Regions from separate parts of the Zea mays genome. Here region 1 is linked to region 2. The links are chromatin contacts, called in public Hi-C maps. All regions are on one chromosome and are shown on one strand. The core of a region is the stretch at or near the end of the contact, and the rest is flanking DNA. Distances in the headings are between cores, read along the strand shown. Region 1 holds the start of LOC100384534 (putative MATE efflux family protein). Region 2 holds the start of LOC100193704.

What was found. A called contact is a pair of places that touch in the nucleus more often than the background predicts.
Region 1: a contact with region 2 is called in a Hi-C map of leaf, with 7 times the contacts expected there. The contact joins the promoter of LOC100384534 here to the promoter of LOC100193704 in region 2. A contact is called at or near these places in 2 of 25 Hi-C or Micro-C datasets (leaf and tassel).

The regions. Positions count from the first base shown.
Region 1 is chr2:17,263,594-17,268,643 of Zm-B73-REFERENCE-NAM-5.0, forward strand. LOC100384534 (putative MATE efflux family protein) reads right to left here and starts at 3,312. Exons shown (of 1, transcript NM_001177052.1): 1 at 1,178-3,312. The coding sequence starts at 3,063. The coding sequence ends at 1,357.
Region 2 is chr2:16,982,236-16,987,729 of Zm-B73-REFERENCE-NAM-5.0, forward strand. It overlaps LOC100193704, which reads right to left and starts at 1,533. Exons shown (of 12, transcript NM_001358868.1): 1 at 1,454-1,533; 2 at 1,173-1,325.

The DNA of each region.
Region 1 (5,050 bases), core at 2,062-4,561, 280 kb after region 2:
ATTTATGCATTAAAAATGATAGTTTTAGACTTTTAGTGGGTTGTACGGCACAGAGTAGTATAGCAGTAGTACTATTATACTCCATATATGTACATAGTACTGTAGCTAACCGCCAGTCCTGGCTTTTGGGGCATCGAAACAGTGTCCATCTTCTCGGGGCTCCAAGGAGTGGAGTTGAGCGGGCGAGTCATTTTTTATGCGGACTGTGGCTGTGCCGGTGCCGCCGACGCCGATGGCATCGGCCGCACGCGCGACGGGAGGCGAGCCGAGCCGAGCCACCGCCCGCTGGGGCTGGGATCTCGGACCTGGACCTCTCTGCGCGGCAGCGGCAGTCATGCGCTTCCGCCCGGGCCCGATCATGCGCGCCCGGTACTGCATGTGGTGATGTGGATCCACATGGTCCCTGCACGTCGCTACTTGCCTGCCTGCCCCAGCCGGCCTGGATGCCGGGCGCACAGGAGGAATCTTCCTCCCCCCTTGCGGTTGCTGCGGCCTGCGTGAGGTCGATTGGCCTCGCGTTTACTGTACGGAGTACTTCTCAGCAACAGTCCGGACAAATGGCTGCGAAATTACTGTGGCAGTGAAAAATGGAGAGAGAAAAAAACACATATCCGCAGCTAAAAGTGGGAGCGTGTTCGCGCGGGATCCCCTGTCACGAGACCTCTCGTGGAAACAGAGTCTGACTCTTCTAGGTTCGGCTTGCACATGTGCCTTTACTACTGGTCAGGCTTCGGTCTCTTTATGCAAATCACGTGCCACAATTTCGGCTACCTCTTTCGAGAGCTTGCACGAGAGGGAAGAAAAGTGCCGTCGTTTTGACGGCCGACGGCTGCGCGGCGCAAGATTGCATGGCGGGCCCCCGTAGGTAGCACTAGCACTAGCACTAGCAGCATGGTTTGGTTTGGTGATTGACACCGCCACGCGACTTGGACCCGGTGTTGTGTGCTACACTACTCGTTTCGTTAGCCCGCGCCGGCGACCAGGTCGTCACGCAGCTCGCCACACTGGACCATCAGACACTGACCCGGAGGCCGGACGCCGGAGCAAGCTGCGGCGAAAGCCCTGTGTTTCGTTCCCACCTCACCTTTTTTCTTTCTTTCTTTTTATTATTTTCAAATAAAAAATAAAAAAAAGGTTAAAGAAAAAAAAAGAATCTTTCGTGTCAACGCTAGATACTGTATGTTGAATCTCTTTGATAATAACCAGCAAAATCTTTACATGCTAATTACCAAATGGTGAACAAAACTGTCACTCTGTCAGCCTCTGATTCCTCCTCCCCCGCCACAGAAAATGAGGGAAATAGGAAAGGGGGAAAAGAGTAGATTAGAGCACACATGCGGGCTCTCGCTGTAGCTATCAACACCGATCAGAGTGAGCATTCGCTTGCTCGATGTCCGTGTCGCCAAGCAAGCGCGACTTCTCGTCTCCGCCAGCCTTGTCGTCGCTGTCCTCGGCCACGAGGCCGCCGGTGAGCTGCCTCGAGCGCTTGGCCTCGCACGCCCAGTCCGTGCGCCCGATGACCAGCAGCATGCGCACCATGCAGGTGGCCTGCGCCGCCAGGAGCCCCAACCACAGGCCCTTGAAGTCGTAGTGGAGCCAGAAGGCTAGGACGAGCGCCACCGGCGTCCCCACGAGGTAGAAGGACCGGAGGTTGATGCTGGCTGCGTCCTTGGGCCTGGCGCTGCCGCGCAGCACGCCGCAGCCCGTCGTCTGCGGGCAGTTGCCCAGCTCGCACAGCCCAAGGATGGGCAGCACCGACGCGGTGAGCGCGATGATCGCCGGGTCGGCCGTGAACATGCTCGCCCACACGTTCCGCACCAGGAACGCGAACGCCGAGGCCAGGCCGCCGAAGGCGAAGCCCAGCATGAGCCCCACCGCGGCGGCGCGGCTCGCCTCCTCGGGCCGGTTCGCGCCCAGCTCGTTGCTGACGCGGGTGGACACGCCGAAGCTCAGGGAGGATGGGAAGATGTAGATGAGCGACGTGGTCTGGATCAGGATGCCCATGGACGCCACCGTGGCCTGCGGGTTCAGCAGCAGGCCGCACAGCAGGATCATGATCTCGTACCACCACCACTCGAGGCAGACGCTGACGCAGCTCGGCAGCGCGAGGCTTACGAGCTCGCCCCAGCCGCGGAAGCTCTCGCGGGAGAGCAAGAAACCGCCGGTGCGCTTGTGCACGCTCTTGAAGAGGATGTAGGCGACGAGGAAGAGGAGAAGGTTCAGGTTCGCCAGCACGGAGGCGAATGCCACCCCTCTGATGCCGAGGCCGAGGACGGTGACGAGGACGTAGTTGATGGGGAGGTGGATGACAATGGCCAGCGCGGCGCAGACCGTGAGCGGCAGGTTGATGGACTGCGCCCGGAGGTATATCCGCACAGGGTGGATGAAGGCCTGGAGGACGAGGTCCGGGAGCGAGGCCAGAATGTAGGTCTCGGCGACCGCCGCGATGCCGGCGTCCTGGCCGCAGAGGAGGAGGAGAGGCCGCATGTGCATCCACAGGCCACCGATGGGGACGGCCGCCGCGATGAGCAGCAGCACCGTCCTCTGCATGGTGATTCCGAGGAGCGAGAAGTTGCCCGCGCCGAATGCCTGGCCGCATATGGGCTCCATGCCCATGGCGAGGCCGGAGAGCACGGAATACCCCGTGATGTTGGCAAAGCCGATGGCCAGCGACCCGCCAGCGAGGGCCAGACCGCCGAGACGGCCGAGGAAGAGCATTGAAATCATGGAGCGGAGGTAGAGCAGGAGGCCCGTCAGAATCATCGGGAGCGCGAGGCCGAGAATCGACCGCGCCTCTGCATGCGCGTCGCTGGACGACACCAACGGCGTCATCGGGAACGCCGCTCCCAGGGAGACGGACAAGGCCTCCTTCACCGCGGTGGCAAGCCGCCCGGGCGACTTGCTCGTGAGCACGGGCACGGCCGGCGCCTCGTCTCCGGCCACCGGGATGTGGACCTCCCCAGTCTTGGCGAGTAAGGGGTAGACGATGACGCAGGGCGCGTCCCCGTGCGGCTGCGCGTCATCCCGGCATGCCACCGTGGCGTTTCCCGAGCACGACGTCATGGCTGCTGGAGAAACAGAGGGATACCCTGCTCTCTCTCTCTCTCTCTCTATCTCTCTCTCTCTCCTGGTTGCCCGCCCGCGCGTGCGGTTTCGCCAGGCAAGGGAGTAAAAACCTTTGCGGCGTTGGTAACTCCCAGGCAATTTACGAGATCGTACGCAGTTTCTGTTGGGGGGAGATGGGGAAGCGCTTCTCGGGTTGTCTCCCCTTTGGAAGCTGGGATGCTTGCTTGGTTGGTGGAGTCGAGAGCCGCGCGGCGCGGGGGACTGGGAAGCCCGGCGATACCTTTTTATAGGCGTCGAACGGGGCGAGGGGGAAGCCTTGGCCGCTTACCCCTTCTCTCACTAGCTTTTCTCTGTCCTTGACAGCGCTTGGATTGGTTCTGTGTTTTGTCTTTCAACCGAGAGCCGCCCAGACTTTCATTTCATTTCTTCGCGCACTGGATTGTACAATAATATGTACCTGTAACGGAATACTAATAATTCTGCATAACATATGACATGAGCATACATGTTGGCTGTACTGGTAGTACCTTTTATATTCGGCTTCGGTTACAAACATAATTTTTGTAACTTCAGTACTTTGCATTAATTAAAATATTAGTGTCACAGCTCTTGGGTAATAAGAATCAAGTTTTTTTTTTGATATTTATGAGTGGTTCTTTTTTCCTTCAAGAGTAAGTTACTTTCGTTGCCATTAGTTTTTTAGTCAGTGATGTTGCGTTTGACTAGACTTTTCCATTGAATTAAGAACGGTATGGGGATAAGACTTTTAAAAAAAAGCTAGGCACCCAAAGTATATTGCTAGGATAGTTAATTTCTTCAACCTGCTCATGTAAACGAAATTAATTAAGCTAGTTTTGCAACGGGATATTGTTCAGATCCTTTGTTTATTGCGTTTTGGCCGGTCATCACAATATTCCAAATGAAAGTACGGCTGTTCAAACGCGGCTCATGTCCTGCCTATGGTTGACAAATGGAGGCCTGAATAAATATTTGAATTGTGTGTTTCTTAGCCCTTATGTTTAACCCTACGTTCGCTATGCTTAAAAAATTATAAAACATGCTATGGGAACTTATGGCGTCAAGAGCTTAGCTTACCGTGTGATTGGTTGTTGCACGGTAGTAACCATGTCCATACGTGAGAAGCCAAACTCTTTTTGCTCAGGCCAGGTCCGTGCATAGAATTTTGTTTAGTTGTTTGCATTGGTGCATTTAGAATAGATATAGCTAGTGTTTGATTGTCTGTGTTAGAAGATGTATTAGATAAGAGTGTATAAATCAATCTTGCAATTTTATACAACATATGTGTCTAGTTTTATTTAAAAAATCAGTAACACAAATATTAAATTGGTTCAGTGATTAGATTTTTTAATTAGAAGATATAACGAAAAAACAAACTACAAAAATCATCTCAAAATGTGTGCCGCTGCTTGCCGGCGGATAGGGCTGGGAAACAATATCAAGGCTTGCGAGCCGGCTCGATTTGGCTTAGAGGGGGTCGCGAGCCTCGAGCAACCGCGGCTATCCGTTCTGGCTCGCGAGCTACACCAAATTAATCAACCTACACAATAATAATAAATATTGGATATTTTATAGATATCTAACTCGTTCATTAGCCTTTAATGATGGATATATGACAATTTATAATTTAGGTTACTCCTAATGTTGCATTATTATTCTATATTTCATAATTATAATTTATTAATTCACTATATAATACAATATTATTTATCAAGGTGCAGCTCGCAAGTCAAGCTGAGCTCGTCTCCGCTCGTTTCCAGCTCACTATATAATAGAGCAAGTTGTTGCTTCTGCATATCAATTATATTGGCTCTTGTTACAGTTGTTAGCCGTGTAGAAAAAATATTAGGCTACTCACCCCCTCTAGCCATCTAGTCCCTTACATCGACGCATTGGATGCCACCCAACAAATAGATGAATAGAGCGACCGCCAGAACGGTTGGCCATTTGTGGAATTTGCATATGT
Region 2 (5,494 bases), core at 283-2,782:
TTTTTATTTATCATGTTTTATTTTAAAAATAAATATTAGACAATAAATATTTAAGAACGGAGACCGTACTTCTTAGTCAGCATCAAAGCATTATCACTGGACGGTTCATGTTGACAATGACCAAAGACGAATTGCACATTGAAAGCTCTAAATAGATGGTTCGAATGTAGGTGTAAAAGAGGAAGACGAAGATATAAAATTGTAAAATAGACGTAAATAGCTGTGTATAAGAACGGATGGCTATATGCCCATACTGATATCTTCGAGGGGAGATTCAGCTTCCAAAGGTGACAGTAACTTAATACTAACAGTTTCTTGCCAAGATAAAAATACGAAGATGGATCAACATCATTAATAATTGACTGGACACCGGGTCCAGGTGCGAGCAATAATCTCCCAAGTTGATAAGCCAGCTGGTAGCAAATGACACTGAGTCGACATCTGACGTGGCAACCAAATTATTGTCCTTTGCTAGAGAAGCTCATCTAGAACGACACGGAAGCGCTAGGAAGCTAGTAGAGAACTTGAACAACTTGTCTTTTTTTTCCCTGTAACGGTGGTATCTCGCTCGCAATTGCAAGCTCTCTTTTTTTTTTGTAACTGAGCGATCGTTTTGAGTTGAAAAGAAAAAAGAAGAAAGGCCAAATGTGTTTTCTTACCTTTTTTTTTTTGTTCGTTGGGAGTTGGGACAACTGGACAAGGAAAGCTCATAAGAGCATTATCTAGGACTAGAAGCTAGCTCCTATCTTTTTTTTAGTCACTCGTGAAACTTATTAGTTTACCAACTGATTTCATTAGTTTGTCAAGTGGTTTTTTTTAGAAAGTATTGAAGATGCTCTAATGGTAGCAAGAATTAAGGGAGCGAGCCATGAGATTAAGCACTCGTAACAAAAGAAGAAGAATGCAGTGAAGGCATGCTCTAATGGTAGCATAGCTAGCAGTAGCACACGCATTGTGGTCCTTCAAATTTGAATATTTTTTTGAATCATCTTTTGTTGTTGCTTCTTAGATTTTAAAATCAACAGGGAGATACAGTAACTGACACAAGACCCCGGCGAGGCGAGGGAAGAAGAGCACGCAGGTGTAGAGAACAGGGAGCGCCATCCATCCATTGGATGATCCATGAACAGCCAACAGATAGGGAAATCCAGAGCCAAGGAATTACAACTCACCTTGAGCAGCAATCGAGCCCCTCCTCCCCCGCCGACGATTGCTAGCTCTTTCGCCCGGAGATATTATTATACAGTAATTAGATGAACATCAGCAAACGCGCTTGCACGGTACGGCGTGGCGCCAGGCCTGCAACGAACGAAGCACCTTCTGCCCTGCAGTGCACCACAGAGGTTTAGGATTTAGGATTCGATCAGGGACACGCCATAGAAATAGAATAGAATCTCCAGCAAGAAATTAACGCTCTTTGTGCTTGTGCGTGAGTGGTGAGGTGACGACGTACGGATCACGGATGTGCGGCAGAAGCAGCAAGACAAGCAGCCGCCGGCCGGAGGCGTGCAATGGCGCAGCTACTGCCGTGCTGCTGGGCAAAGTGAGATGGCGGTGGGTACTTATAGCCGCGTGCAGGGCAGGAAGGAGGAAGAAGAGAGACAGGTGGCTGGAGCATTTTCTGCTCTGAGCTCTACCTGTGGCGGAGCCGGAGACGGCACTCGCGGCTGCGGTTCGCGTGGAACATTCGACGACCTGGATCACCTGGGGTCTGTTTGGTTGCCTGCATCTGCGCGTGCTTGCGTCGCGGGATGCGGGTAGCTGCTGTTTGGTTGCTATGAGCCAAGCTATGCGCGTGCGAGCTCTGTGTTTGGTTGTCTGCATGTAGATTTGAATCCAGACTCGCACGATCCTTAAAGCACCTTGGGCCAGGCTCACCAGATACGAGCAGATTGGTCGTATCTTCAGAGCCAGGCTCCAGTGATCCTGGCTCACACAGCCAGGTTGGCGAGAGAAACCAACCAAACAGACCCCTAGTGGTCAGATCTGGCTTCGCGCTCTTTTTCCCGGCCCGGACTATCGGTAATCGGAGTAGGAAGAGAACAGGCACGTGCACAGATCGATGCATGGTATTCGGATCGAGGCAGGTCACCTTCTGGCCCGGCGTACCACCACCAACCAGCCAAGTGCCACGCTTCATCGGTTCGAAGATCGCCGCGACGAAACGAAACGAAACGAAACGACGACTACTGACCAGCGGTGCACGGGGGTTACGGTTTTCGAACAGATGCAGAAGCAGCGACGGCAAGTCTGTAGAACACGGCGCGCCGTCCGTCCGTCCCTGTTGCTGAACCCAAATATGTTCCGTGTATTTGTAAGAGCATCTCCAACAATGCCTCAAACTAGTGCCTCAAATTGAAATATAGGGCTCTACACAGGAAAAACTACTCCAACAGTGCTCCATTTCATAAAATTTTGTCAAAAAACTATAGGGCACCCTCTCAAGTGACTCAAATATACTACACCGTAGTGGGCTGCCCTATAATCTAGATTTGGGGCTTTACTGTTGGAGCGGGGTGTTTTGTTGGTGCCCTAAATTCTATAAAATATACTCATTTTCAAATTATAGGGCATTTTTATAGGTCACGTTGTTGGAGATGCTCTAACCCGTACGGAAGTAACAAGCACTTCTGATCCTTCTCACGATTCGGCGCTCTGCGGTCTGCGCGACTGCGCCTCGCTATCTGAGGACCTGCAGTATGTGTTGCAAGAAATTAAGTGGGTTTAAATCTTAACAGGTCAAAAATTCTAATAATCTCTTCCAATACCCCCAACTCTTACGGAATTTGAATAACCGATTAATACCTCATTAGGTGCTCTCGTCCTTGTAGTCTTGTGCACAAAATTTTAGTATCTCAGCATAGACATGAACAGAACAAAATAAAACGTGTGCGCTCCGATGACGGGGGTTCAAATATGATAGCTTTTGTAACGTTGAGAGACCGGTTAGGTTCTTATAACATGTTCCAAACCTCTAAAACTAATAGTTAGTGACTAAATTTAACTGAGAAGTTAGTTAATCTTAAATAAATAGTTGTTATTTGTTGCATCAATCCAACTAATAAATTATTATATGACTAACAATTTGCTTTAAAGGTTTATATAGAGCGGGCCTTAATTACGGTCGAGATTATGACGGAATCATGAAAGGCATATCGATCTTTTATATCTTATGTTTGCCCCCAGGAGTTCAAGGCCAAACAAAGTTAAACAATATATTGTTTGCGACACAGCACAGGTTACACCTTTCACAGCCGTATAAAACATTTTCTAGCACCATCATAGCGTGCGCCGGCCGATTGAGTCAATACACATGCATGCATATGTGACTCGTGTTACACCTGGTGTCCTGGTTCAACCTAACTACACAGTAGCTACCTATTTAAATTGAGTCAAAATCTCCAAATGATTTCACGAGATTAATTATTTATTGCAGGGTTAAACTCAGTTAGGTGTAGTGGTAGACCCAGAAATCGAAGACATTCTAGGCAAGATTATCAAGTGTTAATACTCATAGCTAATTTTATATAGGGTCCCCAAAATCTAGAATAATCCATATAGAGATTATAGATAAAAATATTATTTTGCTTAAAATATTTGCTAACATATATCCTACAATCGCAAAAAATGTTGAAATCTATACGTTTTTATTGTTGATCAAACTACTTCGTCACTTATAAGAAGATTTAAATAGTGTCAAGGTTATCAAAAATAATATTTGGATTCTTATTTATCTCCAGTGCATTGCGGTCACTAGATAAAAAGTGCTTGAAATCTTGTTGCCGCCATCTTAAGATGCAACTAAAAGAGACCCACAATATGATTTAATGCAAGTGACCAATTCGTGGAGTTGAGTTTCCTTTAAGATTTTATTCTACAAAAATATTGCCTTGTAACGTTCTCAATTTTGTAAAGCGGAAAGGGAAAATGAGTAAAAATCATAACTAAGATTAAAAATGAGAAAACTACACGACCAAGGATATTATTTTCAATACTCCTTTATTCTTTTTTGCTACCTTTTACATAGGACCTCTCAACTTGTCAGGACGACCCTGGGTGTAACAAAAGAAAAGTTGCATATATCTATGTATAGATTTGTGTTTTTTGTTCTAAAATATATAAAAAAACAAGAACCGTGGACCCAAAAGATAAAATTGCCATGTATGAGTGTATCACATCCCAACTGTTGTCATCTCAGACGGTCTCGTGGGAAGCCGGCAGTCTCAGGATCTGTTTGATTCAGCCATAGAAATCTAAAAATCTGACTATTATGAGCTGATAAATTTTAAAAAAAACTAAAATTTATTTAGTTAAAACAATTGTCAATTATAGATTGCATAAAAGCATGACAACTTGTAATATAGATAAAAAGAATATCTAAAATTAGGGATAAAAGAAAATTCTGAATTGAATTACAGGGCGCTTGGATCCATTTATTTTGAATCAATTTATTTTGAAGGAATCAGAATTTACTTAATAAACTAACATGTTTACCTTAAAATTTAACATTCCACCACTTTTTAAAGTTTAGATATAAACATATCTCAAATTCATGCGGTGTAGGATGGGAAATGATTTTATGTATCAATAGAATTTGTTTCTATTTACATCTTATAGGACACTTTTCGACTCACTCCTTTATAGTAAAAGTGTAGCACATAAATATCTTCGATATATTGCTAATAATAATATACACATATATTTTGTATAAAACTGAATTAGCTTAATTGATATGTGTCTAAATTACTATTATTAAAATGAAATTTAATTTTAAGGATTTAAACGCAGCGTTAGATTTTTAAAAATCTATTATACTGTTGTATCTGTTTAGTTGAGATTCCAATTTTTTACCAGCGGGTTCGATTCTAGAAGCTGAGCCAAACACCAATGTAAGTGTCTCACATAGTCACATCCAGATCTGGAATCGGAAATCCAGGCACCACTGGCCGTGGTAGGGCCTAGATAGCAACGCCAACTACAATCATGATTCATGATTGACAAGTACTAGTAACAAATAGAAACAGGACAAGCCCCTCATTGCTAGAGCCTCGATCCACCTTCACGGCTAACTTTTTTTATGGGATTCCTATTTTCCAAGAGCAAATAATTTATTCTTTTAGAAAATAAAAATCCATTCGAAAAACAGGGTTGTCAAATTAGTTTCGCTATTGACGGAAAATATATCCGTTCTCAGCTTGTAACCAATACACGAGCAGTACATTATTGAGACTTTGTTCGGTTATTCCAATTATATATCTAATTATATACGGATTAAAATGAATTGATATGAATTTTAATTTGTTATGGATTTAAACCTACTCGCTAACATTCAATCCACATGGATTAACGATTATACGAACAAGGCAAGGAAAAAGACATGAAATTAATTTCCGTTAGGGCCCGTTTGTTTCCCTTTATTTTGAGGAATTGGAATTTAACTAGTGAAATAGATTATTTTTTAGAATGTGACATTCCACAACTTTCTAAGTGTATA